Regions from separate parts of the Mus musculus genome. Here regions 2, 3, 4, 5, 6 and 7 are each linked to region 1. Evidence: chromatin contacts called from public HiChIP or PLAC-seq and promoter capture Hi-C data. All regions are on one chromosome and are shown on one strand. Each heading gives the region's core, a stretch centred on a gene start, on an enhancer-like site or on the middle of the called end of the contact. The rest is flanking DNA. Distances are from core to core; before and after follow the strand shown.

Evidence for each region. Promoter capture Hi-C pulls out the DNA fragments that hold promoters and counts their contacts. HiChIP or PLAC-seq counts read pairs in DNA pulled down with a chosen protein or histone mark.
Region 2: an H3K4me3 HiChIP or PLAC-seq map of neural progenitor cells shows a contact between it and region 1, with 20 times the contacts expected there. The contact joins the enhancer-like site here to the promoter of Ube2e3 in region 1. A contact is called at or near these places in 5 of 39 promoter capture datasets (the 3T3-L1 cell line, 3T3-L1-derived adipocytes, cranial neural crest and 1 more), 1 of 484 Hi-C or Micro-C datasets (cerebral cortex), 11 of 115 datasets of contacts at active chromatin or transcription factors (cardiomyocytes, embryonic basal ganglia, embryonic forebrain and 7 more) and 1 of 9 other capture datasets (macrophages).
Region 3: an H3K4me3 HiChIP or PLAC-seq map of bone marrow-derived macrophages shows a contact between it and region 1, with 8 times the contacts expected there. The contact joins the enhancer-like site here to the promoter of Ube2e3 in region 1. A contact is called at or near these places in 4 of 39 promoter capture datasets (the 3T3-L1 cell line, the C10 cell line, the HPC-7 cell line and 1 more), 1 of 115 datasets of contacts at active chromatin or transcription factors (bone marrow-derived macrophages) and 2 of 9 other capture datasets (liver and macrophages).
Region 4: an H3K4me3 HiChIP or PLAC-seq map of pro-B cells shows a contact between it and region 1, with 4 times the contacts expected there. The contact joins the enhancer-like site here to the promoter of Ube2e3 in region 1. A contact is called at or near these places in 7 of 39 promoter capture datasets (the 3T3-L1 cell line, 3T3-L1-derived adipocytes, the HPC-7 cell line and 3 more), 1 of 484 Hi-C or Micro-C datasets (the HPC-7 cell line), 2 of 115 datasets of contacts at active chromatin or transcription factors (large pre-B cells and pro-B cells) and 1 of 9 other capture datasets (macrophages).
Region 5: a contact with region 1 is called in a promoter capture Hi-C map of hippocampal neurons, with 8 times the contacts expected there. The contact joins the enhancer-like site here to the promoter of Ube2e3 in region 1. A contact is called at or near these places in 6 of 39 promoter capture datasets (the 3T3-L1 cell line, cranial neural crest, embryonic stem cells and 2 more), 1 of 484 Hi-C or Micro-C datasets (brain) and 5 of 115 datasets of contacts at active chromatin or transcription factors (astrocytes, bone marrow-derived macrophages, cardiomyocytes and 2 more).
Region 6: a promoter capture Hi-C map of pre-B cells shows a contact between it and region 1. The contact joins the promoter of Cwc22 here to the promoter of Ube2e3 in region 1. A contact is called at or near these places in 23 of 39 promoter capture datasets (the 3T3-L1 cell line, 3T3-L1-derived adipocytes, the C10 cell line and 15 more), 12 of 484 Hi-C or Micro-C datasets (the AML12 cell line, CD4 T cells, CD8 T cells and 8 more), 18 of 115 datasets of contacts at active chromatin or transcription factors (the 230-238 cell line, the NIH/3T3 cell line, acute myeloid leukemia and 12 more) and 4 of 9 other capture datasets (adipose tissue, embryonic stem cells, liver and 1 more).
Region 7: a contact with region 1 is called in a promoter capture Hi-C map of the 3T3-L1 cell line, with 10 times the contacts expected there. The contact joins the enhancer-like site here to the promoter of Ube2e3 in region 1. A contact is called at or near these places in 9 of 39 promoter capture datasets (the 3T3-L1 cell line, 3T3-L1-derived adipocytes, the C10 cell line and 5 more), 1 of 484 Hi-C or Micro-C datasets (the HPC-7 cell line), 7 of 115 datasets of contacts at active chromatin or transcription factors (astrocytes, embryonic forebrain, embryonic hindbrain and 4 more) and 1 of 9 other capture datasets (macrophages).

Annotation. Positions count from the first base shown.
Region 1 is chr2:78,867,272-78,871,473 of GRCm38.p6, reverse strand. Ube2e3 (ubiquitin-conjugating enzyme E2E 3) reads right to left here and starts at 2,427. Exons shown (of 6, transcript NM_009454.2): 1 at 2,069-2,427; 2 at 796-1,017. The coding sequence starts at 989.
Region 2 is chr2:78,187,891-78,191,789 of GRCm38.p6, reverse strand. It overlaps 4930440I19Rik (RIKEN cDNA 4930440I19 gene), which reads right to left. Exons shown (of 7, transcript NR_108098.1): 6 at 3,672-3,853. Among named protein-coding and RNA genes, the nearest start is that of Gm14461, 48 kb to the left of the region's middle. Within about 2 kb of position 2,054, at least 25 of the 459 cell types and tissues checked have an H3K27ac peak or open chromatin away from gene starts, as enhancers often do. A contact at or near this core is called in neural progenitor cells, neural tube and oligodendrocyte precursor cells, where this site is marked.
Region 3 is chr2:79,609,240-79,613,275 of GRCm38.p6, reverse strand. It overlaps a transcript of Itprid2 not described here. Among named protein-coding and RNA genes, the nearest start is that of Gm46751, 24 kb to the left of the region's middle. Within about 2 kb of position 1,880, at least 13 of the 459 cell types and tissues checked have an H3K27ac peak or open chromatin away from gene starts, as enhancers often do. A contact at or near this core is called in bone marrow-derived macrophages, where this site is marked.
Region 4 is chr2:79,740,797-79,744,882 of GRCm38.p6, reverse strand. All of the region lies in intron 2 of Ppp1r1c (protein phosphatase 1, regulatory inhibitor subunit 1C), which reads right to left. Among named protein-coding and RNA genes, the nearest start is that of Ppp1r1c, 35 kb to the right of the region's middle. Within about 2 kb of position 2,417, at least 51 of the 459 cell types and tissues checked have an H3K27ac peak or open chromatin away from gene starts, as enhancers often do. A contact at or near this core is called in the HPC-7 cell line, pre-B cells and pro-B cells, where this site is marked.
Region 5 is chr2:78,158,178-78,161,950 of GRCm38.p6, reverse strand. The region is part of intron 2 of 4930440I19Rik (RIKEN cDNA 4930440I19 gene); the gene reads right to left. Among named protein-coding and RNA genes, the nearest start is that of Gm14461, 77 kb to the left of the region's middle. Within about 2 kb of position 1,645, at least 45 of the 459 cell types and tissues checked have an H3K27ac peak or open chromatin away from gene starts, as enhancers often do. A contact at or near this core is called in astrocytes, brain, forebrain and 2 more, where this site is marked.
Region 6 is chr2:77,944,138-77,948,235 of GRCm38.p6, reverse strand. It overlaps Cwc22 (CWC22 spliceosome-associated protein), which reads left to right and starts at 1,880. Exons shown (of 20, transcript NM_001362658.1): 1 at 1,880-2,086.
Region 7 is chr2:79,758,728-79,762,556 of GRCm38.p6, reverse strand. It overlaps Ppp1r1c (protein phosphatase 1, regulatory inhibitor subunit 1C), which reads right to left. Exons shown (of 5, transcript NM_172420.4): 4 at 2,886-2,946. Among named protein-coding and RNA genes, the nearest start is that of Ppp1r1c, 53 kb to the right of the region's middle. Within about 2 kb of position 2,381, at least 17 of the 459 cell types and tissues checked have an H3K27ac peak or open chromatin away from gene starts, as enhancers often do. A contact at or near this core is called in astrocytes, where this site is marked.

The DNA of each region.
Region 1 (4,202 bases), core at 1,178-3,677:
TATCCCAACACTGCTACCACTTGGAGCCCCATTGACAGGATCTGTTCAGTCACCACAGAAAATAGAAGTCAACAGAGAAGAACTGATCTCTCACTTGGACTCAGAAATGTTCCCCCTGTTGTTAACCTGCCAAGCTCATCCACAATGCTGGAGCTACGCAGAGGAAGGCCGAGGGTGTTTTCAGTCACTGGGTGACACCTAAACTGTAACAGCTACTTCCGAGTTGTATCTGCCCTCACGAGGAGGTGGGATAGCAGTAACTCACTCAGTCACACCTGTGCCACATGATTTAAAGTCCTCTTCTTACAGATTGTAAGCCAATTTAAAGCACACATTAAGAACTGCTTCCCACTAGAGCCAAGCCTGGAGTTTACCAATTTTCTGGTAAATATTGTTATTTCTGACAATTCCGTTTTCTGGAGAGAAGCTCTGCTGATCTCTAGAACTGTCAACTTCACTCACACATGACTCACAGAAGGAAACCTCTCCTACAAGCCATTTCACTGGGACTCACCAGATTTCCCTTGCCAAGCCCTTCATCTGTCAGAATGAGTGCCCAGCTCTTCTTGAGGCCATCCTCGAGTCACCACAGCACAGAACAAAGTCTGCTGGCTTTAGAGTCGATAGTTGCAGGGAAACTGCGTGGCTATACCACACACAGAATGACAGCCCACTCAAGTTCACATACGTTTGATGGAGAACTATTTCTGAACTATTGCCACTGAAGTTAAGCCAGCAAAAGCCACCAATGGGAAGGGGACCTGACCGTGTGAGTCCTCCCCTTGTAGACATTACCTTTTAGCACTAGTGGATAACTTAGCAGTCGTTTTGCTAGAGAGTTTGGTGTTTTTCTTCTGCTGGGTGGCAGAAGGTTTTCTTTCTTCCTGTTCCTCGGGCTCTGGAGCGGCAGGGTCTCGCTGATCTGCATCTGAACTGCCACTGCTGGTGCTAGGGCTCTCATCATCCGACCTTTGCCTGTCACTGGACATCTTGGTGAACTTATCTCTGGGAAAACTTCTAAGGAGAGAAGAGACCCATGGAGAAACATTAGATCTTTAAAAAAAAATAGCAGCATGCACTTCTCAATAAGCACCTTTGAGAGTATTTTATTGAAAAGGATTCGAAAGTCCCTGTACTTAGGGTGCAGCACGTTACAGGGAATCTGATACGTATCATAATTTATAATGCAGGCGTTGAGGGATTTACCAAAATGCAAGTTGGAAAACCCACTCACATTTTTTTCCCATCCCTTGGACAATCTATCAATTGTCTACTTTCTCAGAAGGCATGAAACAGATTTGCCAGGGAACTTGGGCAACGGGCATTAATAACATATGACAACTGTAAATAACAGATCTCGCCGAGAATGTTCAGAAGTCACTAATACCGTCTAAATATTTACAGGCTGACACCGGTCTGAGCGATCAAATCCTCCTTCCCAGAGGAAAAACATACCCCGTTAGTCGCCCATATGCTTATTTACGGTGACGGGGTCCTCCCGTGCGCACCGAAAGCCTTTGAACACAGCACTCGAATTTAAAAAAAAAAAAAAAATCAACTGGCAGCCGCCCCACAGCCGTCCCCACGGCCGGCGGCGAGGATTCACCGGGCCGAGCCCGAGCTGCCACCCGGGGAAGGGCAGGCTCCAAACTGCACCTTCTGCAAAGCTCCCGGTGCCATCGACGTTCCCCGCTCAATTCCTCCCTCACCGACCGACATTTTGTTATTTTAAAAAAAAAAAAAAAAATCCGCAAAGCGGCCAAAACCCCGAGGGCAAAACAAACAAACAAACAAAAGCCCTCCCCCACCCCCCACCCCCAGAAGTGCAACAAATTGGCGCGGCCCGCCCCGGGGCGAGCACTGGGCCACGCAGCTCCGCGGTCCTTTGTGGGGAGGGCCGCGCAGGGGACCGCGCCACTGCGCCCGCCCGCCGGGGGATGCGGGACCCGCCGCCCCGCGCCGCTGACTGACTAGCGCGGCGGACTGAGGAGCGCGGCGCCCGGCGCGAACAAAGCTGCCGCCCCCGCCCCCGCCGCCCCCCACGCGGGCCCCGGCCCCGCCGCCTTACCTCGGCCGCCCGCCCGGCCCGCTCGTGCGCCGCTACGCTGTGGGGGAGGGAGAGCGCCGAGGAACCTTCCTTGAGGAAATGGAGGCAGCCTGGGGGGGGCACCGGGGGGGCGGGAAAAGAAGCCGCCGCCGAGGCTCCGGCCCGGGAGTGTGGAACATCGAAAGTCGCAGGCGGCCGTGCAGTGCCGCGCTGCGGCCGGAGGGTGGCGCCGCCCCGCGCTCCGGGAGCCACGGTGGGGTGGGCGCTCTGCCGGCCGAAGGCGAAGGCGCAGGGACGCGGGAGCCCCCCGCGCGCTCAGCCTCCCGCCGCTGCGCTCGGCTCGGCTCGGCTCGGCTCCTCCCGGTCGCGCAGTCAGCAAGTTCCGAGCGAGCGGGCGGGCGGGGGAGGGGCGGGCGCGGCGGCGCGCGTGCTCGCTGCTTGCCTGGCGGAGGGGGCGCGAGCGGCTCCCGCGCGCCCCCGCGCGAGCGCGCTCCCGCTGCGCCTTCTTTTTTTTTTTTTTTCCGCCGGGTGGGGGGTGGCGGGCGGGGGGTGGCGGAGGTTGGGGAGCTGGGGGGCGGGGGGGCAGATGCGCACGCGTCCGCCCGCGCGCGGCCGGGACAAAGAGCGCGGCGGGGACCGGCGGGCTGGCCCCTGCGCCCTTGGCCGCCGAGCTCGTACTGGAAGAGGAGGACGAGGAGGCGGGGGCGGGGGCGCGGTCTCGCGGGGCCGCGGGTGGCTTCCGGCCTGAGCCCGCCTCCGGGCCGACGCTGCCCAGTGGACTACCCGCCCCTGAGGTTAGGGGCCGGCGGTTACCCCGGGAATCCCGTACCTGAGCGAGAACCCTGGCGCGTGACTGGGGCTTCCCCGGTGCCCCGAGAGGCAGGCGATGAATGGTGTTATTGAGGAGGCCAGGCACGCAGGCAAAGGAAAGCTGCTTCTGGCCCCTCTGAGCTGAAGGAAGTAGCAAGGTAGAGTCCTGGGCTTCTGAGCGAGGTGAATAGGATTTTGAGACCAGGGGACCTACCTCGGCTAATCTCTGGCTCCCGTCCTGCAATGGCGCTGCCAAAAGGGGACTGCCCTCTGGACGCTTTGGAAACTTACAAAATCCCAAACTGTGTTTTAAATGTCCCGCTCAAGATGTAAAAAGTGGAGTGAGGAAGTTTAGGGGCAATAACCCGATGTGTCTGGCGGCGGGCTCTGCTTTGCGAGAGAGAGAGAGAGAGAGAGAGAGAGAGAGAGAGAGAGAGAGAGAGAGAGAGAGAGAGAGAGAGAGAGAGAGAGACCACTTCTGGATAGAGAAGCCATGGAGGGACTGACTCTATATGACACTGTCCTCATTAAAAGTTTTAGATAGGAATCAGGAAGGTTGCTGGTTTACTCCTGCCTTGCTTTTTGCGGAATCTTCCAAGTGGAGTCCAGTTTTGCCCCAAGCACAAAATAGACAGAAGTCCAGAAACTTCCTGTTTGCCGCTCCTGAGACCATGTTCCAGTGATGGAACCTCGAAGGAATTTGTGCATTCCTCTCTCAAGAGTGTTCAGGGCCAGGGGTCCTGGGAGGAGGAGTTCACAGAAGAAACTAGAATGGCGGAGCCATAAGACATGAGCCAATGCTCAAGAGAAAGGAAAATGAAAAGAAGTGAGCCAACATACTATTTTTCCTCCAAATAGAAGAGCTTTGGTAAAAAAAAGAAAAAAAAAATACTCGAAACTATAAATAAGTCACATCTGTAACGTTTCAAAGATACAGATTCAGTGAACTTACACAAGCGAGCTATATCCTGGTATATGCTAAGCACATAAACTGCTTCGTGTGTCCAGAGCCGTCTCCTTACTCCCTCCCCGACAAGAGCTCTGCCAAGTGACTGGAAAGAGACCCCATTATTGACATTCACCTGGATGGGGAGAAGGGTGTTCCAGTTTGAACAGAGTCATGTGTGAAGAGGGATAATGGTCTGTTTGTGGATCAATCCCCCAACACTTCGATTTGACAGAATGAAAGGGAGCAGATGGGCAGGGTCTGAATCAGACATCTCCCAACTTTACATTAAGTAACACTCTTAAGTAACTTTACATTAAGTAACAGACACTGCTTGAGTAGCAGGCAGCCAGTGTTGAGTCTGGGCATTGTTGTGGATGCAGCTTGGCTGTGTGTTAA
Region 2 (3,899 bases), core at 805-3,304, 680 kb after region 1:
GTCCAGTAATCTATTCTCCTCTGAGTGATAGTACTTAATGGTAATAGTAAGTTATGGTATATGTTCATTATCTGTACCTAATCAGGAGTTTTTTTCAAACTTTATAGACCAAACTTGGATAGCTTATCCAGTGCTTATTTAGGGTGATCTGCAACTCAGCCCACAGAAATGCAATGAAGTTTTGAGTCAAGTCATCATATAGGGAAATAAGTTGTATAGAACTGTGATTCAACTCTCTCAGCACTGAAAAAACTTCACACCACTCTATTTTTTTTCATTTTTCTTGAGTGGTATAGAAGAGGAAACATTTCACTCCAGTGTTCCAGCACAGACTCTTTGTGTCATGTTAGCAATACAGAATACTATGTCCATCAAACATTCAAGATAACTTTGAGGGCATATTCACTGTTGATGTCTAATCAAAGATGCTTGAGAAGTCAGCTAGACATTAAAATAAAATCACCCTTCTTTCATTTATTTATAGCTTCATTTTCATGGCCCAAAGAGAGCATGGAAAAGTGAAAAGAACATTGCCTGCTAATTACTTTTTACTACTCCTAATTGCAAGCTTTATTTGTTTATTAGACTTTCTGATTTCTTCATAACATCACAGACATTTTCATTTATTGTTTAATTTCTCCAAATTACAGTAGGTGAGCAAGAGGCCTCCTCTGAGTTATCCTTCCTGCTTTGCCTCCATGGAAGGGCATTTTTAATTACTTAAGCCTTTCAATTTTTCTAAGAATCATAACCTACCAGAATAGAACATCATTTTGAAATGGATATAATAAGAGAGCTGGTGTTTGTCTTAGTTTCTCATCTCCTCAAGGTTTTTCCTAAATGGAGGCAAGCCACAGTGGGCAGGAACAATAACAAATTAAGAAAAGAATTAAAACATCAGAAGGGACAAAAACTGGACACTTCTGTGAACATCTGTCCGCAGAGACCATTAGCCAAAGGAGTCGGGGAAGAGACCACAGTGTGAGGTTTTTAATAATGTTGAAAAATACAGAAAGAAAAATGTTCTCTCCGTCTCTCAAATCCAAACAACAAAGCTTAGAGAAAGATTTCTTCTTCTGCTTGGACTAGGAAGAGGGAAGGCGATCTGAACTAGGTCCAGCATGATGAAACTCGAGGCTACACAGAGCCCTATGGTTCTTGCCACCAGGAAGCTCCCTGTGAACTAAGCCTACAGAAACTTTGTATTCTAGCAACCAAGGGTCTGTCTCCTGTATCCTCTTGCCAACCTTTGGTAGTATCAGAAAAGCAAAATTTCACCTTCTAAGGCAGGGGCAAACAGGGAGGCAAAATTTGTGGTATGAAACCTGGTGCTAAAGATACGATAATGAAACTCACCAAGTAGAATCCAAAAGTGCATACCCCAAGGCCAGTGCTGACAGATGGAGCCTCTAGACCTGCCCTAATTCTAGGCTATACCCTAGCCACTGATCAAACTGGGATAGTGATTCTTACCTGTGGATTAAGAGAGATATCACCGGGCAGCTTTGTAGCATCCTGTTGCTCAGGCTGCCACCTTCCCTGAACCATCAAAATCAGAATCTCTAAGTGTGAGCTTTGGCATTTGCATTGCTTCAGCTTCCAGTGTTGCAATGAGTAGCCAAAGCCAGAAACCACCAGACCAAGCAGTTAAATTTAGAGGCCAATTCTTCCACGTTACTTTGAATTGTACAGAAATCTCATTAAATACAGTCATTACATTCAAAGGAAGAGTAATAAACTAAATAAGCTCACTGCCTGAATTTTCCAGTATCTACTGCACACTATCAGTTAGGCAGATGACAAGGGTATGGTAATTGAATCAGGACTTTCATGAGATCCCTTAAGTGGCAGATGCAAGAGCAAGGGGCTGTCTGAGCTCTGTACTCCTGTCCAGCTGTGGAAAATCTAGAAGATCTCTGAAGCAGCTGCAGGTAGAACCTGGCCTTTGTCCACAGCCAAAGAAACACTTGCCACCACCCCAAGCAGCTGTCCCAGAGCATGAATGAAATGACTCTGCCAGTAACCATGAGCAGCTGCTGAGGCCAGCTGCTGGCATGGGGGTGGGGAGGTCAGGACTATGAAGTCATTCTATAGTGATTGCCAGCACCTGGGGGAGCCCGGATCCTTCCCAGGGCAGCTTGAGCAGCAGAGAAGAAGCAGGGGAAGACACTGCAAATAAACTGCTTCAAATCAAAGGAGTAATTAAGGCGCATGCTTTGACAAGAAGCTGTAGGTAACTTTCCTGTTTGCTTTGAAACATGTCTGGAGATGCTAAAATATATCTTAAATCTACGAGCTAGTACATTGTTTTCTTAACCACTGTTGTTTTATTGTTTGTTTGTTTGTTTGTTTGTTTGAATCTTCTTTATATTTGTCAGGATTTATAAATACAAGCTAAGAAGTTTTGAGCCACTTTAAATGAATGAATTCTTCCTTTATTCCACATGACAGGTGATAATATATTTTAAAAGTGTTACTTTTTAGTGAATTGGAAAGTGCATTTAAAGATGCTAACAAACCGTGTACCATTGAATACCTCTCTCCATCTCTCTGCCATCTAATGAATGTTACTAAGCAATGAGAACACATCACAGTCCATAAGGCACAGAGGTCCTGGGTCCTTTTTAATGCTTTCTTGTTAACCTGCTCCCAAAATAATGCTCTAACTCTATTCACTTACTCTATTGGTTTCTATACCTCAAACATCTTATGACATGATTTAGTTTAACATCTTTTTAATCCAAGACACAGTAAGTTAGACCATAGAGCTATGGCAAGAATATAAGAGATGACAGTCTTGAAGCAATTCCACAAATACACATCATTTTATGACTGAACCTTTGTAAATCTAAAATTGCATCAGTCCTGGCACGATCCCTTACGTGATGAGCAAGGTCACAGGGAGCCCCTTGCCTTTGCCGCACCAGCATAGCACTTACAGGGAAAAGGCAGCCCCTTGTTCAAGTGAGTGTGGTCTGGGAGCTGAGTAGCACTGAACAAAATTAGTTCAAAAACCAAAATTCTCTTCGCTGGACTGTGGTTAGAGAGGATCATCCCAATAATGCCAAGTTACCTCCTGGCCCACTCTAGGATCTGAAAAAGGACAGACACTCCTTCCTAAGTCACAGTGATTGAAAACAAAAATAAAGGAAGGATTGTGGATCAGAGGAATCTGTGAGGTAAGAAACACACACACACGTACACACACACCTTATATCACTAAGTATCAGAGAAGGCACCCTCAAAAAATGATAATTCAAAGTCACGGTGCAAAATGTTTTACCTGATAATGGTATAGTCAAGGGTGACAAACAACATGCACAGAAGTAGAAATACAACAGCTACCAGAATCTGGAACATCAGAATCTTCCTTGCCTTTTCAAGGGCCAGAGCCAGGCCAAGATAACCAGAGAGGAAGCAGCCCCTAGCTCATCGTGGGTCTCCACTGACCAAATACAACAGTAAGTCAAATGACAAAAGAGAGCTCAGGGTAAGATACAAATGAAAAGAACAGGTTTGTTAGGTCAAACAGAAGGCATCCTGCACACAACCCTTATATTCTACAGTTTGTGGGAGCTTTGAGTCCATTCATGCCACAATGGTGTACTGTTCCCCACCCCCCAGGCACTCTACATACCATGTAGTCACCACATTCCCAGAAGCAACCTTACCATTTTCTTAGGAGAAATCCAAAGGCCATTCATCTGTGGTGTGGTAAGCTGTTCAAGCACCTCTGGTACACCAAAGCTCTACAAGCGCTCAAAAATGAAATGATCAAGAGAACCTCTGCCATCCTAGACTCTAAGCGGCTTCTCCGTCTGTATTCCTTGCCCTTTGTCCTTTGTATTGTCACCTGTTAGGGAGGGAGAAACAACTTGCCATCTCCTGCATCCATTGTG
Region 3 (4,036 bases), core at 631-3,130, 740 kb before region 1:
TGGGGATTCCTTACAGTTTCAAGGCTATGTAGAAACATGAAAGGCTACTGATTGTGGTTTTTTTTTTCCTTCTACAACTTAAAATAGAAAGGTATTAAAGTGAGAGAGAAGTTTCATATCTAATAAGCTCATGGATTTATTATAAAGTCAGTGTTGCTGCCATCTAATTATTAGGACCAAAGATACTTTAAGAAGAAATTAATTAGGAAAGAAACGTCTTCGGAAGAGGCAAGGGCAGTGGGCAACAGTGGAAACAACACAGGAAAGGGCTTGCCAGGTATGGAGACCCCAGTGACAACTGGCTGAATAAAAGGTCTGATTATCCATCCAAATGACGTCCCTTCATGTTTCTAATGTACAGAGTGTCCAGACTGAAATGCATCCTTCTTCTTCTTCTATTCATAATGAATGTGGGAATTCAGATTGCAGGGAAAATAGGTCAAAGGTTCACAATGAAATATCTTGCTTCAAAGACAACAAGATATACTTTACAGTTTTGGAGAAACATTTTTAGAATCTAAAACAAATCTTAGTGCCTATCAATTATGATGTCTGCATAAAATACTTTCAAAAATACCATGCTACTGATTTGACTTTTACAGTCTTTTATGAAATATTCCATAACCTAAAAATCCCAGATGTGTAGTGTACAGTTTAGTTTTAAAATACTTATGGAAGCTGGGTGTTTTTAAAAGACCAGGGAGCTGGCAGTCCCAATAATGTTATCATTCATTGGAATTAAGATAAAACATTAGACAAATTAGCACCACTCAGATGTTTCCCTGACCTATATAGAGTTTCGGTCCTCCCTTCTAGTTACTGGAGAAAAAATTATGCTGAGTTACCTAATTAGCTTGTGTTAGTCCAGGCTGGAAGGTGTCCTATCTTCAGTATCAACTCTACTATGTATGTAATTCATGCCTGTATTTTAGTACCTATCATAATTCATTATGAAAAATTTTGTTTTTATCTACATAAAGAGAGAGGGATTTTTGTGGGCCCAACTAAATCTTCTGGCATCCCTAATGTTTAGAAAAGTGCCTGGCATTTGGTATATACTTTCTTCATATAGTTGAGTTAAATACCACATAACAGGATTTCTGACTCTGAGATTAATACTTGTATTGTTCAAAATACTGATACATACAAGTAACTTGTGTATAAGCTACACATGGAGGAATTAGTGAAATACCATTTCTTCTTTCAAGATGTTTTTCAAAATTGATAAGCGATTTTGCTGAAATTTTATCAACCATCCAAATCATTTTATTGTAATTATCTCAACGAGTTTGAAATGGTAAATTTACCCTGATTCTGGAAGGCTACTGTTGGTAATCAGCCTTCAGGTGCTCTATCTTGAAGAGTGGAGTTTACAGTGGTTTTTAAATTGGTATTTCTCTGAAGCTTGGGAATCTTGGTTCATAAATGATCTCCTGCCACAAGAATGGCTAAATCAAACACTCAAAACAATAGCTTTACACAAGAAGTCATGAAGATTGTTTCCCATTAGAAACAAAGACAATTGAGCATATGATCTTAATGTGGATAAGTTTCCTGGGGAAAGAATTCCTGGAAGTGAGAAAAGCATTTCTCTCAATTGTTAATCAGGTTATTTTCCTACAGAATACACATTATCTATAGGCACGTCTGACCTCGGCAAGACTGAGGTCAGACACATACAGATTAAAAATACATAAGAGAACTTTAACTCATGCCTCAGTGTCCATAAACACCAGCCTGCACACCTGAGGTGCAGATGCCTGACCCCAGAATATACATTATTGTGTACACTTTCCGGTAGTGTCCTTGATTAAGGAACTACATTCCTACTGTGCCTTTTATAACCAGACTTCCCCTCACCCGAGACTCCGTGTTCCGTCACGCTGACCTGCGCAGTACCAGTGTCCCCATCCTCCCACAGCTTCTGCACGTTCACATGCAGAACGAGCTCTCCAGCCCTTTCCCCCTGGATGCCCTGCTCATGGCATCTTCTGTCCCACCCAAGCCCAGGATCGAATTCCAGCTCACACTTCAAGACCAGGGTTAGTTAGAAATGTCCATGGAAGCCAGCCCCCAGCCCTGGGTTAGAGTCCTGTGAACAGTACACCAAAAGCTCATGTGAAAAAAAAAAAAAAAAAAAAAGTCTGTTCTCTTTTTACTTCCTCTTCAATACGTTGTCTTTAGGGGCTGTGACTTACTCATCCATTATCACAGTTTGATAAGATGAAGGCAGTGAGTCAGCATGGATGTGGAGAAAAGGTTTTGAAGTTGCAGAGTCTGTAGCTTGTTGCCAAGTTAGTTTGAGCAGGTCGCAGAATCTCAGGCTTCATTCCATTGCCTGTAAAATGAGCTCACATTGCCTTTTGTGTGGAGTTGATAGTAAGCACTCAAATATATATTTGGTGCTTTTTCTAAGTCCCTGAATGCATTATCCTATTGCTTAGTACAACCTTATTCAGTAGTGAGGTTAGTGAGTACTTTATAGTGTATTAATAATTAAAAACATGCAGTAACTTGCTCAAAGCCGCACAGTTCATGAAGCCATATTATTTCATCATGAATCCACTTGGTTCTGGACCATGCATAAGTCCTACGGACCCCAAATCTTTTGTTTGTTTGTTTGTTGAGTTTGTTTTGTTTTGTTAGGTTTTTCTTTCCTTTTTTATTGGATATTTTCTTTATTTACATTTCAAATGTTATTCCCTTTCCCAGTCCCCCCTCAGAAGCCCTCTATCCCATCCTCCCTCCCCCTGCTTCTATGAAGGTGCTCCCTCAACCACCCAATCCCATCTCCCCGCCCTTAGTTCCCCTACACTGGGGCATCAATTGAGCCTTCATAGGATCAAAGAAGACCTCTCCTCCCATTGATGCATGACAAGGCCATCCTCTGCAGCTGGAGCCATTGTTGATGGCTTAGTCCCTGAGAGCTCTTGGGGGACTGGTTAGTTGATATTGTTGTTCTTCCTGTGGGGTTGCAATCCCCTTCAACTCCTTAGGTCCTTTCTGTAACTCCTCTATTGGGGACCCTGCGCTCAATCCAATGGTTGGCTGCAAGCATCCACCTCTATATTGGTAAGGCTTTGGCAGAGCCTCTCAGGAGACAACCATATCAGGCTCCTGTCAGCATGCACTTCTTGTCATCCACAATAGTGTCTGGCTTTAGTAACTGTATATGGGACGAATCCCCAGGTGGGGCAGTTTCTGGATGGCCTTTCCTTCAGTCTCTGCTCTACACTTTATCTCCATATTTGCTCCGGTGAGTATTTTGTTCTCCTTCTAAGAAGGACCGAAGCACCCACACTTTGGTCTTCCTTCTTTTTGAGTTTCATGTGGTCTGTAAATTGTATCTTGGGTATTCTGAGCTTCTGGGCTAATATCCACTCATCAGTGAGTGGATACCATGTGTGTTCTTTTGAGATTGGGTTACCTCACTCAGGATGATATTTTCTAGTTCTATCCATTTGCCTAAGAATTTCATGAATTCATCATTTTTAGTAGCTGAGTAGTACTCCAGTGTGTAAATGTAGCACATTTTCTGTGTCCATTCCTCTGTTGAGTTCTTTCCAGCTCCTGGCTACTATAAATAAGGCTGCTATGAACATAGTGGAACATGTGTCGTTATTACATGTTGGAGCATCTTCTGGGTATATGCCCAGGAGTGGTATAGCTGGGTCCTCAGGTAGTAGTACTATGTCCAATTTTCTGAGGAACCACCAAACTGATTTCTAGAGTCAAACCCCAAATTTTATTCTTACATTCTTTTTTCCTTAAGTAACTTCTTAATCACAAAATTAGTCATTATATTCCTAAAATACAATATCAAATAGAGTAATCTACAAAATTGAGAATACTTTCAAAATTTCTAGCAAGAACTGAAACTCATCGGTTTTTTCTAGATATGTCATATTAAAATATCCCTCAGTGGGCCTGAGGATGTAGCTCAGCAGTAGAGTATTTGCCTTGGGCTTAACTAAAACAAAGTTGAATATGCTTTCAGTGGGGCTGGTGAGTCTTAGCGAGCCCCCTTCTAAGTTCT
Region 4 (4,086 bases), core at 1,168-3,667, 870 kb before region 1:
TTCAAAGCTAATCACTTGCACTGCAGATTTGACCTGTGCCCTGGAATAGTATATGTTTGAATTTCATCAAACCATTGTCAAGAATTGGTCAGTTCTACTGATATTCCAATTTTAAAATAATGAATACTTTTATTCTAGTTCTACAAGTCCTTTATAATGGATATTGTTAACTAGTCCAAATAGCACAGTTGAACATGGGCATAGGTACTGAGCATTGCATCCTGTGCTCCTGATGAGTAGGAGACCAGAAGGCATAAGAATAGTAGAGGAAAAAAACATCTTGGCTCAGACCACCAGAAATCCATAATTGGAAAATATGGAACAAGACCGACAAAAAACCACACATCGCATGAAAAGAACACACTGTCAACTAAACTCTACGTACTACAAAATTACCATAGACCTAGCACACTTAACCAGGTATGACCAGAAAATGGGCTCAACTGTAACGAGATCCAGTTCCTGGGAGAATGGAGGACAGGTATAACACAGTGCAGAACATGCTTAGTCAGCTTATTGGTCTGCATGGCTCTGTTGTTGCCCTGGAAGGCTGAGTCAGAGGCCTTTCCCATTCAGCCAGGGCAGTCAACTGTTCCTTTCATTCCCTGGGATTAGCTCTCACCTTTGTGTATTCAGCCTTAGGCAGTTAAACTAATTACCTGATCTTCTTCCCTTGCATATTATTTTCTAGGTTTTCAGCCTATGTAAATGAATGATGAGTTTTCACTTTGCTCCTGAGTCTGTCTAAATCTACCTTTCCAGGTTTGAATCATCAACAAGAATTAAAGTTTGAAATTTAAAAACAAAAACAAAAACAAAACCAACCAAACAACAACAACAACAACCCAAAAAAACAAAAACCCTCTGTAACCGGGCAAGGCTTCCACTGGAAATCCACACAAATCCAGCCACAGAACCTTCAACCTGTTTGTCTTGTCTGCAAGATGGGCTTGAGTAAAGGTGGCACCACTAAAGATGTGCTTGTGGGAGTGGCCAACAAATGACTGGCCTAGCTTGTGACCCAGACCACAAGAGGAAGCCCATGCTTGACATTCCCTGGAGGACCAGAAACCAGAGGCTGGATATCCCAGCCTAAAGTCAACAAAATGATTTTGCTATACTTGTAGACCAGAACCTAACTTAATAGCCATCAGAGAGACTTCATCCAGCAACTGATAGGAGCAGATGCAGAGACCCAGAGTCAAACATTAGGTGGAGGTTGGAGAACTTCATGGAAGAGGAGAAGGAATATGGGAACCAGAGGGGTCAAGAACACCAGGACAACATGGTCCACTGAATCAAATAAGCGTGGCTCATAGGGGCTCACAGAGATTGAAGCAACAATCAGGGAATCTGTATGGATTGGACCTAGGTCCTCTGCATCTATGCTATGGTTGTGTGTCTTGGTGCTCTTGTGGGACTCCTAACAGTGGGATAAGGAGCTGTCTCTGACTCTTTTGCCTGCTCTTGTGTCCCTTTCCTCCTCCTGGGTTGCCTCATCAAACCTTAAGAAGAGGTTTGTGCCTAGTCTTATTGTAATTTGTTTATGCCATGTTTGGTTGATATCCCTGGGAGGCCTGTTCTTTGTTGAAGAAAATCAGAAGAGAAGTGAATCTCAGGGAGAGGGGAGGTAGAGGAGAAGGACTGGGAAGAAAGGAAGGAGGGGAAACTGCAGTTGGAGGGTAAAGTATGAGAGAATAACAAATAAGTTCAAATTTTAACAAATCTGGAGAAAAATATTGAAAGGAGAATAAAATATTAAGATGCTTACAGTGGAGTCCTACTGCTCACTTGTGTGGTTAACAACTTGTGAGCTGCAGAATGTATTATAATTCAAAATTATTTTCCATTTTAAAATCACAGTCTTTGTGTGTGATTGCTTCCTCACCCCCAAATTGGGAAAATGGATCAAAGGCATAATAAAACGAGTGAACATATTATGGATTCCTACAGTGAAACCATTCTGGGCTTGGAAACAAACTAAGCTTTCTTCCCCCTAGGGGATTTAGAATTGGCAGTAAGAATGCCAGGAAGTAAAGTTTTTACAGAAAAAAATATTCATAATTCCTCACAGCAATTTTTTTTAATATTAAGGCACTTGTATGACTAACTAGATATTTATTCTATGAAAACTAAGTTGAACAGTGACTTAGGGTTGTGGAAATGAGAAAAAGAATTTTTACTTAGGCACTTAAATGTAAGACCTAACTTTGTAGAGAAATCACCATCTTGTCATCAAGCATGCATTCATTTATATAATAAACTCTATAAAGCCAGCCAGATGGGAAGGAATAAAGGTGAGTGAATTCAGATTCCTATCAGACTGTTGTGGACATGGTAGATAGTATACTCTCTCAATCCTTCCATCCCTTCCCACACAAACAAGACTGGGTACCAAACTCTACTGGTCTTGGTAATAGGAACTTAAGGCCAAATCAGAAAGGATAGAACCAAAAAAAAAACATCTCATTTCCTTTATTAACAAACTATCAATTGTGGGGGAATTACACTTTTCCTGTTTTGAATACTTTGAAAATACTATGCTTTGCTTCTGGGTGCCTGGATATACTTGAATCCTGAACATTTGTTGTCATTGTAATGTGTGTGACTTTCTTAAATTCTCCATTTGAAGACCAGAGCAGCACTGTCCTCAGAAGTGTAGTCTATCAGTATATGATGTCAAGTCGATGTGATAAACACTGTCTGATCCACTTCTGCTTTCTACCCTCAAAGGCTGTTTTTCAGTTCCTCAAAAGCAACATCCTGTTTCCTACCTTGAGATTCATCTCGGTGTAAATCTCCTCTCTTCCTTGCTTTCTTCTTTATATGTTAATTTAATTATAAGGCCTCTTTGGTCTCTAGACTAGGTTACATCTGTCTTGTTATATACTCTAATGGCAACTGTGAACCCTTTGCAGAATTTATTGTAATTACAATAAGTTAGTTTTTTTCATCGTCTGCATCATAGTTACTTTTCTATTGCTGTGCCAAAATGTCACAAATAAGGCAACTTATAAAAGAAAGCATTTGGAGCTAAGATGAAAGGATGGGCCATCCAGAGACTACTCCACCTGGGGATCCATCCCATAATCAGTCACCAAACACAGACACTATTGCATATGCCAGTAAGATTTTGCTGATAGGACTCTGATATAGCTGTCTCTTGTGAGGCTATGCCAGTGCCTGCTAAGAAGTGGATGCTCACAGTTATCTATTGGATGGAACACAGGGCCCCCAATGGAGGAGCTAGAGAAAGTACCTAAGGAGCTAAAGGGGTCTGCAACCCTATAGGTGGAACAACAATATGAACTAACCAGTACCCCCAGAGCTTGTGTCTCTAGCTGCAAATGTAGCCGAAGATGGCCTAGTCAGCCATCATTGGGAAGAGAGGCCACTAGGTCTTGCAAACTTTATATGCCCCAGTACAGGGGAATGCCAGGGCCAAGATGTGGGAGTGGATAGGTAGGTGATGGGCAGGGGATATGAAACTTTCGGGATAGCATTTGAAATGTAAATAAAGAAAATATCTAATTAAAAAAAAAGAAAAAAAAAGAAAGAAAGCATTTGATTGCTGTTCATGGTTCCATAGGGTAGTAGGGTCTCTGATTATCATGGCAGGGAGCCTGGCAGCAGGTGAACAAGCATGGCACTGGAGCAGTAGCTGAGAGCTGACAAGTTGAAACAACAATCATGAGGCAGAGAAAGAGAGAGCCAGAGTAGCTGGGAATGACTAGACATTTTTAAACCTCACACCTAACCCCACTGACACACCTCCCTCATCAGGGCCACACCTCCTAATCCTTCCCAAAGAGTTCTACGGACTGTGGACTAAGCATTCAAATATATGAGCCAATAGGGTCATTGTCATTCAAACCACCATACTCTGCTAGTATCATCCTGTAAAATCTGCTCTAAGATGAAAGTTTCCTTGTTAGACACATGCTTAAAAATGTTTCATTGAATAGATAAATTAGAGAACAAATGTGCTGTGGGATGTTCACAGGTTCAAAGGCATACAAAAAATATCTACCCTAGTCTGTAGTCACAAAAGTTTCCCTAAATGAAAGCCTGAAGAGACAAAGATGA
Region 5 (3,773 bases), core at 396-2,895, 710 kb after region 1:
TCAACTACGGTATATTTCCTAAATCTGGATTCTTGGGGACTTTAACATTCCATAGAGGATGCTCAATATTAACAGAATAAAGGCAAACTGTAAATTCTCCAAGTGTGTTTGAGTTAGAGCGTAGATGAAACATTTGGGGAGTCTTTCTTAATTGCCTTTCACTTTAGTGAGACTCAACTTTGTCCTGAGACCACAACTGTTGACTCTCAGTTATGACAATATAAAATATTGTCCTAGTTCTTTGACTTGGTGTCAACATTCCATCCAATTTATGTCAGTCAGTCAGACTCTCTCCTGGATCTGGAGGTGTGGTTGAGAATATGCCTCTGTTTAGGTTCTGGGTCATGCTTGTTGGTCTCCTAACACTCATTTTCAAATCTTTATCTCTGAAGACCTAGCAGCTAGACCCACACCTGCAGTTTGCTCCATGAGACTTAGCCGAATTTCTTATTCTTCGCCTAACAAGTAATTTCAGAGATGCACCACCTGGATTCCCTCAGATATACTTGCTATCCAGCTGTGGCAAGTGCAGCCATGAGACAGCTTCCACTGTCAGCCTCTTCAAGGACTACCATGGATTTGGGCCAGCAGGCTTCTGGCAATGGCCCTATAATGAACCCTCAAAGAAATAGTACTTGGTCTAGAATGTTCTACCAGTTGACCAACGTATGCCAGCTACATATTACAATCTAGCTTTATTTTTCAAACCTGATTCTGCCTCCAGCCTCTATTATTAAAATTACAAGGGTTGATTCTTAATTTATACCAAATAAATATCTAAATATCATGTCATCACCTGGTCTGAAGACTCTACCTGTAAACTCCTAATGTTCCTAACATCAATGTCACAACTGAGAAACTAAGGAGCTGGGGAATAAGGCAGAAGGGGCGTGGGGGAGTAGGACTGGCCTGCCTGCCACTGAAGCAAGGCTAAGAACAGTAATGGGCCCTCAGCAGACCATGGGCTTGTAGTATCAGGTAATAACATTTTAGAAGCTAATTTGCCTTTTTAGGACTTTCAGCTAAAATATCTTCCAATTCTCACTCTCAAAGGAAAAAAAATTCTTTCTTCATTTTAACCTAATTCTTTTACAAAAAAAAAAAAAAAAAAAAAAAGATCAATTCTTTAACCAATAATCAGAGCATATTTTAGGTTCTGAATGAGTACCTAGGAGACTGGTCTCACTACATCATGTATTTTTTAAATGTGTCACCTTGCAGATTATATATTTGCAGCATTCATTTGTAAAACATTTCCTTTCCGCTATATGCACTTAAGGTTTAAAATAAGTTAATAAGAGGTAGTCAGCCCTCTGTTTCAAGAGATGATAAATTTATTCTTAATACTTCCATTTCTGGATGTTACTACCACTTAGAGTTTGAAATGATCCAGCCCTACTTTATTATTTTGTTTTCTTATTCAGAGAGAACTGCCTTTGATCCCTGTGCTTCTAGTATCTAGAAGACACCTTGGCTGCATCCACAGTCACACACAAGCACCTCTTTCCTTTGCCTAAGGGTGAAAATGGCTTGTGCTTTGCAAATCCCCTCCCCCCTTATTCCAGAGTGGCTTATGTCTGCACTAAGCCCATTCCACTTGGCCCCTTATGAGCAGTTCTGCATTCCAAAGGCTGCTTGTTTGAAAATTCATGAGCTTCTCAATGATGCAATTCCTTTTTTGGCTGCCCCACTGCTCAGTTGGTTCAGACAACAAGATGCTTAGGGAATGGATAATTTTTTCCCTTTAGCTGCCAAAACCTAACAGAGGGGTTGGTATTTTATAGCTATTGTGGAATTTTCAGAAGTTTGGAAAACAGAGGATTTTATTTTTTGTTTTGTTTTGATATAGGACATTTTGACAATGGCTTTGGCAGCAATACAGAAACCTCCATGCTTGTGAAGCAGGATAACATTTGCAGCCATCTGGCTTCCATGGAGCACCCTCCAAGTGGGATAGATACAAAAACAGTGATAATTAGGGAGGTTAAAATGACTTTCCCACTGGTTTCTGAGCGGAACTCTCCAGTGCCCAGGATCCAGGGCCGCGGAGAAGCTGATGCCACTCTATTAGCACACTTCCAGCAGCAAGAACTGACACCTCCGTTATTCCCTAGGTTTCCATCCCCACCCACCCTCATCACCACACTTCATCCCGATTTCTGAACTCAAATTTTTGCTCACCAGAACGTCTACAATCACAGCAAATTGCAAAATATGCCATGAAAAGACTCACAGTATGTGAATAGCCCAGTTAAATTTCTCTAACTATGACTTGAACTTGCTTTCAAGAAATTTAGAAAACATTTAAAACACCATCATATAGCTGTCTCTTGTGAGGCTATGCCGGGGCCTAGCAAACACAGAAGTGGATGCTCACAGTCAGCTAATGGATGGATCACAGGGCCCCCAATGGAGAAGCTAGAGAAAGTACCCAAGGAACTAAAGGGGTCTGCAACCCCGGAGCTCTTGACTCTAGCTGCATATGTATCAAAAGATGGCCTAGTTGGCCATCACTGGAAAGAGAGGCCCATTGGACACGCAAACTTTATATGCCCCAGTACAGGGGAACGCCAGGGCCAAAAAGGGGGAGTGGGTGGGTAGGGGATTGGGGGGGTGGGTATGGGGGACTTTTGGGATAGCATTGGAAATGTAAATGAAGAAAATACCTAATAAAAATAAATAAAATAACAAACCACCATCATAGGAGTCAATTTTACCTTTACATTTCAAAGCTTTGTCATTACATGCTAAACATTAGGTATTGTTGGGATGTCTTTTTTAAACAATATAATACAGATGATTCTCTTTTTTTATTTCAAATGTTTTCCCCTTTCCCGGTCTCCCCTTAGGAAACCTCTTATCCCATCCTCCCCCTCCCCCTGTCTCTTTGAGGGTGATTCCCCACCTACCCACCTACTCCCATCTTCCTGCCCTGACATTTCCCTACACTGGGGCATCAAACACCCTCAGGCCCAAGGGCCTCTCCTCCCACTGATGTCCAACAAGGCCATCCTCTGCCACATATGTCGCCAGCACCATGGGTCACTCCATGTGTATTCTTTGGTTGGTGGTCCAGTCTCTGGGAGCTCTGGAGGGTCTGGCCTGTTGACACTGTTGCTTCCTTCATGGGACTGCAAACTCCCTCAGGTCCTCAGTTTCCTCTCCAACTCCTCCATCGTGGACACCCCCCATGCTCAGTCTAATGGTTGGCTTTGAGCATCTGCCTCTGTATTCGTCAGACACTGGCAAAGCCTCTCGGGAGACAGACATACAGATGATTCTTAATCCTTGAAAGTAAAAAGAAAACTTCATTTAAAATAGCAACTGAAACTTTTGTTCTCTTTAAATTTTTTTACTATTTATCACAGTAATCAGAGCTTATAAAGATATATAAGAAATAGTACAGTCATAGGAGGCCAAATTTGCTCACTACTCAAGAAAGAAATTTTCTCAAGTTGTGCAAATACATAGTTTCCAGTTGCTAGGAAGGAGGAAATGAAAAAAAAAAAAGCAAGACAGGAAGACATATCTGGGAGGGAAGAAGAGTGACAACACAGAGGGAGAGGGAAGGATAAAGCATAAGTTATACTAAGGATGCTTTAAAAAGCCAATGGAGGGACCTTAGATGCCCTATAGTGAGGAGAGAGAACTTATGGAGTCCACCTCCAGAAGAAAGAAAGGGCATCAAGTGGAGAGATGAGGGTTGCTGTCCCACAGTCAAAAACTCTGACCCAGAATTGTTCCTGTCTATGGAAACTGCAGGGACAAGGATG
Region 6 (4,098 bases), core at 631-3,130, 920 kb after region 1:
TCTGTATACCAGGCTAGCCTCAAACTCTTAGAGAGCTATCTGCCTCTGCTTCCCAAGTACTAGTATTAAAAGCTCACTACGTAGCCTTGGCTGGCTGAGAACTGACTATATAGATCAGGCTGGCCTTGAACACTTGAACACAGGTCTGCCTCTTAAATTATGGGATTAAAGTGCCTAGCCCAGGATTTTTATTTTGTTTACACCCTGTGGGGGTTTGAATAAAAATGGCCCACATAGACTCACAGGAATTAGGAGGTGTGGCTTTGTTGAGGTAGACTTGGTGCAGTGGAAGGAAGTGTGTCACTGAGGTGGGCTTCTCAGATGCCCACGCCTGGCCAGTGTTTGAACGTCTTCTCCTGCTGTCTGTGGATCTAGATATAGAATTCTCAACTCCTTCTCTAGCCCCCCTACTACTTAGATGCCATAAAACTCCCCACCATGAATTCCACCATCACAATAATGGAATAAACCTCTGTTGTAAGCCAATTAGATTGGCTGTTTGTTTGTTCATTTGTTTGTTTGTTTGAATATAACAATTGCTGTAGTCATGGTGTCACTTTATAGCAGGAGAAACGCTAACAAAGTCATACTATCTCTAGGAAAAGGCTGAAAGCTCAATCACCCTAAAATTATAATAAAGAAGCAGAGCTTACTGCCCCAGGCATTTGATGCCAGCCCCTAGGAAGCAGAGCCAGGCAGATCTCTGTGAGTTCAAGACCAGCCTGGTCTACATAGTAAGTTCCAGGCCAGCCAGGGCTACATAGTGAGACCTTGTCCCTGTTTAAAAAATAAACAAAATTCTTGGAGAAGCCAGGCCTGGTTTACAAAATACTTTGAAATATAAAGATGATGTTGTTTTAGGAAGAGCTTTCCAATCACATTAGCATGCTCTTTAACACTTACCTTTTGGTAACACTGAAAATCAAAGACTAAGGAAACAGTATAATTGAGGCCAGTGCTCTAAACTCGTTACAGATTTCACATTCCAACCCTGAAAGTATCATAAATACAACTTGCTTCTTTTTTTTTTAATTTTTTAATTAATTAATTAATTTATTTATTTTCGGAGACAGGGTTTCTCTGTATAGCCCTGGCTGTCCTGGAACTCACTTTGTAGACCAGGCTGGCCTCGAACTCAGAAATCCACCTGCCTCTGCCTCCAGAGTGCTGGGATTAAAGGCATGTGCCACCACGCCAGGCAACTTGCTTCTTTTCTTTTTTCACCTTCCTCTCTCTCTCTCTCTCTCTCTCTCTCTCTCTCTCTCTCTCTTTCAAGACAGGGGCTCATTATGTAGCTCTGGATGTCTTGGAACACACAGTGCCAGTCTCAGCCTCCAAAATATTTGGAGTAAAGGCAGACACCACCATGTTGGGCCTCCAATTTACTTCTCACTGTCCTTACAACATATCATTTATAATCAGATAGTCTTCCATTCACTTGAATTTAAAATCTTGGAACTTAATAGATACTAAACATTTTGTCACTTTCCCCTCTTCTCCCAAACAGACTTTTGGTAAAGCTTCTGTCAAAAATCTGAAAGGGATCGCTACTTTTTTTATTATTTTCAGGCAAGGTATTATATAGTAAGCCTCTGCGGTAGTTTCATAGTATGTATCTTAGTGTTAAGCTTTTACACTGAAAAAAAAAAAAAAGAAAGAAAAGCTACGGTGTCTACTAAGAGCTACTTTTTATGGCTTTAGAAGATGAGTAGTGTTAGAATAAGAAGCATGCCTCGAAAACCTAGCTCTCAAAAGTGTCTCTAGTGTGACCTCCTATCCGAACGAACTACAATTCCCGTCATGCACTGCGGTCCAACTACAACTCATTTCCGTCCGCGCTGCCAGAGCATGCTGGACTTTGTAGTTCACTCGGACTCACATGTTCTTTTCTCGTGTTCTTTGTAAGGAATGACAGTGTTACTAGCTGGATTGCTTTGACTCAAGGTGTTACTATACCGCATTATCATTAATCGTATCACATACCTGCCAATTCACTACCAGTTTTTCACTAATTTCTCGCGCTACTTTCACCCGGGAAAGGGAACTGACGCTCTTCCGGTATGATGGCGGCGCGGTGGAGCTTTAGGTAATTACGGAACTCTGAAGACTCGGGATAGACTAGGAGCCAGAGTGGGGGCGGCGGGTTGCTAGGTCGCGTGGAGAGGGCAGGGACTTGCGAGTGGGCGCTTGCCCGGTGGGCCTTGCTTTCCTCATGTGGCTGCGCCGTCTCCACCGGCGGCCCGCGAGGTGCCGTGTGAGCCGGCTGGGCCTAGCGCCGGCGGCGGGGCGTGCGTGTCTGGGCCTTGGTCTGGGTTGTCGGTGAACACCTCTCCTGGGAGCACCCTGGGTCGCGTCCCCAGTCGGCGTCCCGGGGCTGGCATTAATAAATTCTGGTAACGCGTTTGCCTCATTCCAGCTTATCCCAGTAGCCAATTCTATTACATTTTCATTTATGGATCGTTTTCATTGACTTGACTGAACCCCTGTCATGTTTAGCCCTAGTGATCCATGTTTCGCATCTTCTGTGTTTAGGTCGCATACGTAGTTAACCTTAACTCTAAAAGCCTCTACTATTTGCAACTTCCAAACATGGGTTTGCAGTTCCTGCCCCTAGCGAGCTGCAGGCCCTACAGTACAAACAGCACTGTGCCAGCTGTTTGACCTGCTCTAAATGCAAGACTTTTTTGATACATTGTAGCCACTTAACTCGCCCCCCCGCCCCCCGGAAGAATAATTTGGGGAAAGGTATTAATAGAAACAGTAACTGAGCCCCGGCAAGCCGTTGGTGAGTTTGCCCAGTGGTTAAAAGCACTCTTTCAGAGGGATCTAGGTTCGATCCAAGCACCCACAAGATGGATCACAACAAATTATAATATCAGATTCAGGGGACTGGATACCTGCTTGCTGATAGCCACTTGCACCAGCAACTTGAACTGTCCCTATATGTATATGAAGGCAAAAAAGATCCATACATGTGAAAATGAGCTACCTTTTCTGTTAATTGTGCTCTGTATTTAAACTGCCTTTTGTTTATTTATTTTTCCTGTTCTCTGTGTAGTCTTGACTGTCTTGGAACTCACTCCTTAGAGCAGGCTGACCTCAAATTTAAAGAGTTCTGCCTGCCTCTGCTTTCTGAGTGCTGGGATTAAAGGTGTGGGCTAGCCGGGTTTAGACTGGTTATTTTAGTTGAGTCCTACCTTGTTCATGACTGGCCCAGTCAGACTCAGTCTGGAAATAGACCAGTTCCAGAAAGAAGTGATTATCGGTAATACAGCAGATTGGAACTAATGTCTTTGAGGGTTTTTCTGTCAGATTTCCCTTGTTTTCTCTGTAAGTCTGAAATTACTGCAGGAACTCTAGCCAGCTTGAATGTGGTGGACAAGGCTCTCCTTCCCAAGTCCCCGTGTCTTGTTAAAAACCGTTAGATCACATTCCTCAAGCTAGCCCCCAAGATCTGTTCCCTGATCTAACCTGCAGAGATCCAGCTATCAAAGCATTGAAGTCCAACAATCCAAAACCTCTCTGGGGTCAACTAATTGACATGCCCAATTTAAATTAAATACCTCAGCCTAACCCCTCTACCCGCTACGCTAATATTTTCCTATATGTATGTCTTCTCTCTATCCAGAGACAGTCCTTTGTTCCCTTGGGACAAATACCCCTTTACCCTCTCCCTTGTTCCCTTCCCCTTCTCCCTCATCCTAGTGTCCTGTCTTTGTCTCCTGTTTCTTGCCCTTTGTCCTTCTGGGGCAAATAAGTCTCCTTTGTGCAGAGAACACGCTCTTGGAGTGTCTTGAGCCAACTTTGAGGTTCCCTACAATTACGAGCAAGGGAGGCCGATGGAGCACTAAGGATTTCAGAAAACTCTCAGGCTTGTTAACACTTTTTCTTACACCTCCCAAGTAAACATGGGAGAAGACAGTTGAATGCTTACCTCAGCACAAACTTTGAAGACATTTTTTAAAATGTTTTTTTTAAAAAGATAGCACACATGGGCAGGGGAGTGGATTCAAACAAGCCTTTGCCTATCGTGCCATGTTAGTAAATGCCAGTGAACAGAAAGGAAAGAAAGTGTGGGGCATCCTTTTTTAGGAAAAG
Region 7 (3,829 bases), core at 1,132-3,631, 890 kb before region 1:
AAATCAGTACATGACCAAGGCTCAGGAATTTTAGATTCATGGTCAGCTTATTATTTGTCGAAACACACACACATGGGTGCTAGAAGAAGCTAATAAAATGGAGGTTGTGACAAGAGATTAAGTTTAGGGGCATGAAGGAAATGTCAGGCATAGCTGCCTCTTTGTCTTCTGGTCTGTCTTCACTCAAAATATGAGGATGATTTTAAAAGATGTATTTAGATGCAATGGAGAGTCTTAGGAAAGCAAGAGTGTGTGAAAAAAATTAAATGGCAGCTATGTTTGACATCAGGATGGGTTATGACCTGAAAGAAGTCTTGAAATATTTAGGTGTCTAATACTGAACTTTGGTGTAAGTGCAAGGTGCAGAACTGCAGTAACAACAAGGGTCATAAATACATACTTTGGGGCCTTAGCAGAAGACTCTCCTACTAGTAAGAGTGCCCAGAAAGAAGCGAGGTAACGTCACACAGCACAATGGAGTACCAACCATATTCCTCCCCACTCTTCCAACTCTCCAGATCCAACTCTGCTTCCTGACCTACCCAACTTTTTTTTTCTTAAGCCCTCTAGACCAATTAGGATTCTGCAAGAATTTTTATCTGAACAGCTAGAGACAATTTACCAAGATGGAGAAAACCAGAACAAAGCTTTATAGGTTTAGTTCAGGACATATAAAGTTTGCAAAGGCTGGTAGCATCCACGTGAAGAAATTTAGTAGTTAGTTGCAAAATGGAGATCTTGAGGGTGTCACCAACACCTCCTTCTGTGCCTGGAAATATGACATTAGGCTCTGCTTCCTGTCTTCCTCTTTGCATCTTCCTGGGAAATCCTCCCCTGACCTCCCCTGAAAACCCTATACTGATATTTAGACAGTGATACCTAGGAATTCATTTCAGTATGCCCTTTCTTAAGCCTACTGTCTATACTATGGTAATTTCAAAAGAAAAAAATGTACATAACTCTGTAGGTTAGTAGGGCAGGAGTAGGGTGAAGTTCATCATCCCTTTCTGTCTTGTCTCCTTACCCAGTAACTCCTCAAAGAGAAGACAGGCTCTGCCTTCTTGGTTTATCTAGCCGCTCCTTCACGGGCTCCTTCAAAAAGCCATTGTACACTTTGCCTCAGAGCACATTTTTTTCTTCACTCATGTTGATCTCCTCCGCTGGTGCTTTGCACACCCAGAAAACCACCCTACCTTCACCTTTGTAACATGGAACAGCAGCCTGAAGAACTTTCATTTGGGCACAACTGTATTAATGTGTTTCGCATCTCAAGAACACTCCCTTTGTTCAGCCATCTTTCCTATAATTAAATCTCCTCTCTGTGCTCACAATAGACCATAGGTTACCATTGGTTACATTGGTTTTCACACACACATTTCCAGCTCTTAGGAACAGATACACTGAGAAAAATCATACCAATTTGGCTTTTTCTTTTATCATAAGCTGAAAACTCACATAGATCCTTACTAGCTTATATGTATCAATGCCCAATGCCTCCTTGAAGGAATGGCTATACATCCTTAAGGCTTTTTAACTCATTACTGCAGTTGTTGAAGAACAATCTCTGGACTCCGCAGTATAAAGTTATACTAAAAATGCTTCAATATAACCAGCTTCTCTGAATGCTAGAGTCCCGCATTCTTGGGATATTTGAGAGCTAAAAATAATGAACACCATGTCCCCTTAGGCCTTTGAGTTTAAGATTTTCCTTTCAAAATAATATAGTTATTCTCTGAGGACATGAGGACAGTACTACTTTATTTAGCTTAAGCTAACCCAAAATAGAACAGAGGAAATAATTGAGCAACTTCACATACATCTTCATTGTTGTCTATTCATGCCAAAACTGACGTGTCTTGAAAAATAAAAAGCACTCACAATGAAGAACCATCTTGAAAACTCTATACTGATATTTAGACAGTGATACTTAGGAATTCAATAATTGCCTTGGGATAAACTACAACACAGATGGATGCATTATTTATCCTTCTTCCTACAAACAGGCACAACCTTTTATAACTGCACAGAACAGACGTTTACTGAAAGTAGCTACGGGTCCATTTATATCCCATCTCCCCGAAAAGAGTATAAACAGTGGAAGCTCTAGCCCGGGCTGGACCTCTAAGCTTCCCCACCAGCTTCTTCCACACTGAATCAGAGCTGGAGGGCAGTGTGATGAACCTTGAGCCAACAACCAGGGAGCCAAGCTGGAAGGGAGATACTGGCCTGAACAGTCACTGCCTTGTGTCAGGAACATTTTTGTGTGAAAAAGAAAAGAAGCCTTTCTTGGAACTAGTATTTGTCGAAATACTGATACACTTAAATGTTACTTGGCAGTTCTAATTTTGGGGAGAAGTTCTGGGAAGACGCCAGCCTCTGAGCCAGCATTCTCTGATGTGATCTGGGCAGCCGTTAGGAGTACAGCAAATTGGTGCTCAATTGGGTTCAGTAGATCTGCTCCTGACACAAGGCAGAGAGGTGATTCTTGACATTACATTTCCACGCAGACCAAGCACTTCTGCTTTGCTTACCTTAAGGGAAAAAAACAAACTAATAATCACATGCCAATCAACAAGAACAATTAGAGATTTGAGGATAATTTTTTCAAAGGAGAAAAATAAACAAAGGTAAAAGAAAAAAAATCGTCGTTATTTTGAAAATTGATTTTTTTTCCCATTCTAAGATTCTGAGACTCTCCAAGTCACCAATTCTTCAAGTACCTATTTATTCCATGATGAAACAAAGCTTCAGAGAGGTAAAATCTTCCTGACCTCCACCCTTAACTGGAAGCAAAGCAGAGACAAGCACATATAATCAGCAGACCAATGGCCCGCCAGTCCCTACACCCATTACTCATGACACCCCGAAGTGGTACCTAGCAGTACCTTTCATGGCCGGTGGTGTGTACACACTCTGCTTCCTTTGCTTAGGCGATGCATTCTGCGACTGTGGACAAGGAAATCGAAAGCATTAGACGTGCATAAAAGTACATTGCTGTCAGACCTGTGAAGTAGACAAAGAGCTGTATCTCAAAGGGCTTTGTGAGGCTACTTCCTGTCTGGAAGTAGCGCTGTAGCTGTAATGAGTAATGGGCATGTTTGGTGATACCATAGACCACCAAGCTATATAAACCAGAGGGTATGTTTCATCATCAAGTTTACACATATTACGATTTTTAATTTTTTAAAAATTTCATTACTAACATTAGTTTCACAGTGTATGTAATTTTATTGAACTTATTTGTTTGTTGTGCGTGTATACTTGTGGGTGTACACATTTTGTGGTGCATGTGTGTAGGTCAGAGGAGAATTTGTAGAGTTGCTTCTTTCCTTCTACAATGTAGGCCCCAGAGATCAAACTAGAGGTGTCAGACTTGGTGGCAAGTGCCTTAACCTATTGAGCTGTCTTGCTTGCCCACAGATTAGTTTGTTTTAAGGAAATAAAAGGATAGTAATTCAATTGCAAAAATACATGAGTTCTTATACAAAGTATATTTCAAAAATATGCCAGTGGTATCTATCTATCTCTAACTAGAGAGATAAACACATAATATATACGCATTATATATATGTGTGTGTGTGTGTGTGTGTGTGTGTGTGTGTGTGTGTATACTTATTTTATCTGCCTTTGCAATTAATGAGGGTTCCAAAGGAAAAATTTGAGTCCTTCATTTATAAATGCAATCTTAAGTTGCCACGTTCAATCTAAACCCTGATTTTATTCAGAATGGTGATGTTGTTTTGTTTGTTTGATACTCTTTTGTCTGTCCAATAGCTAAGTCCTTTCTTACCAAAACTGCTACATAGCATTGTCACCTAAACACCCCAGA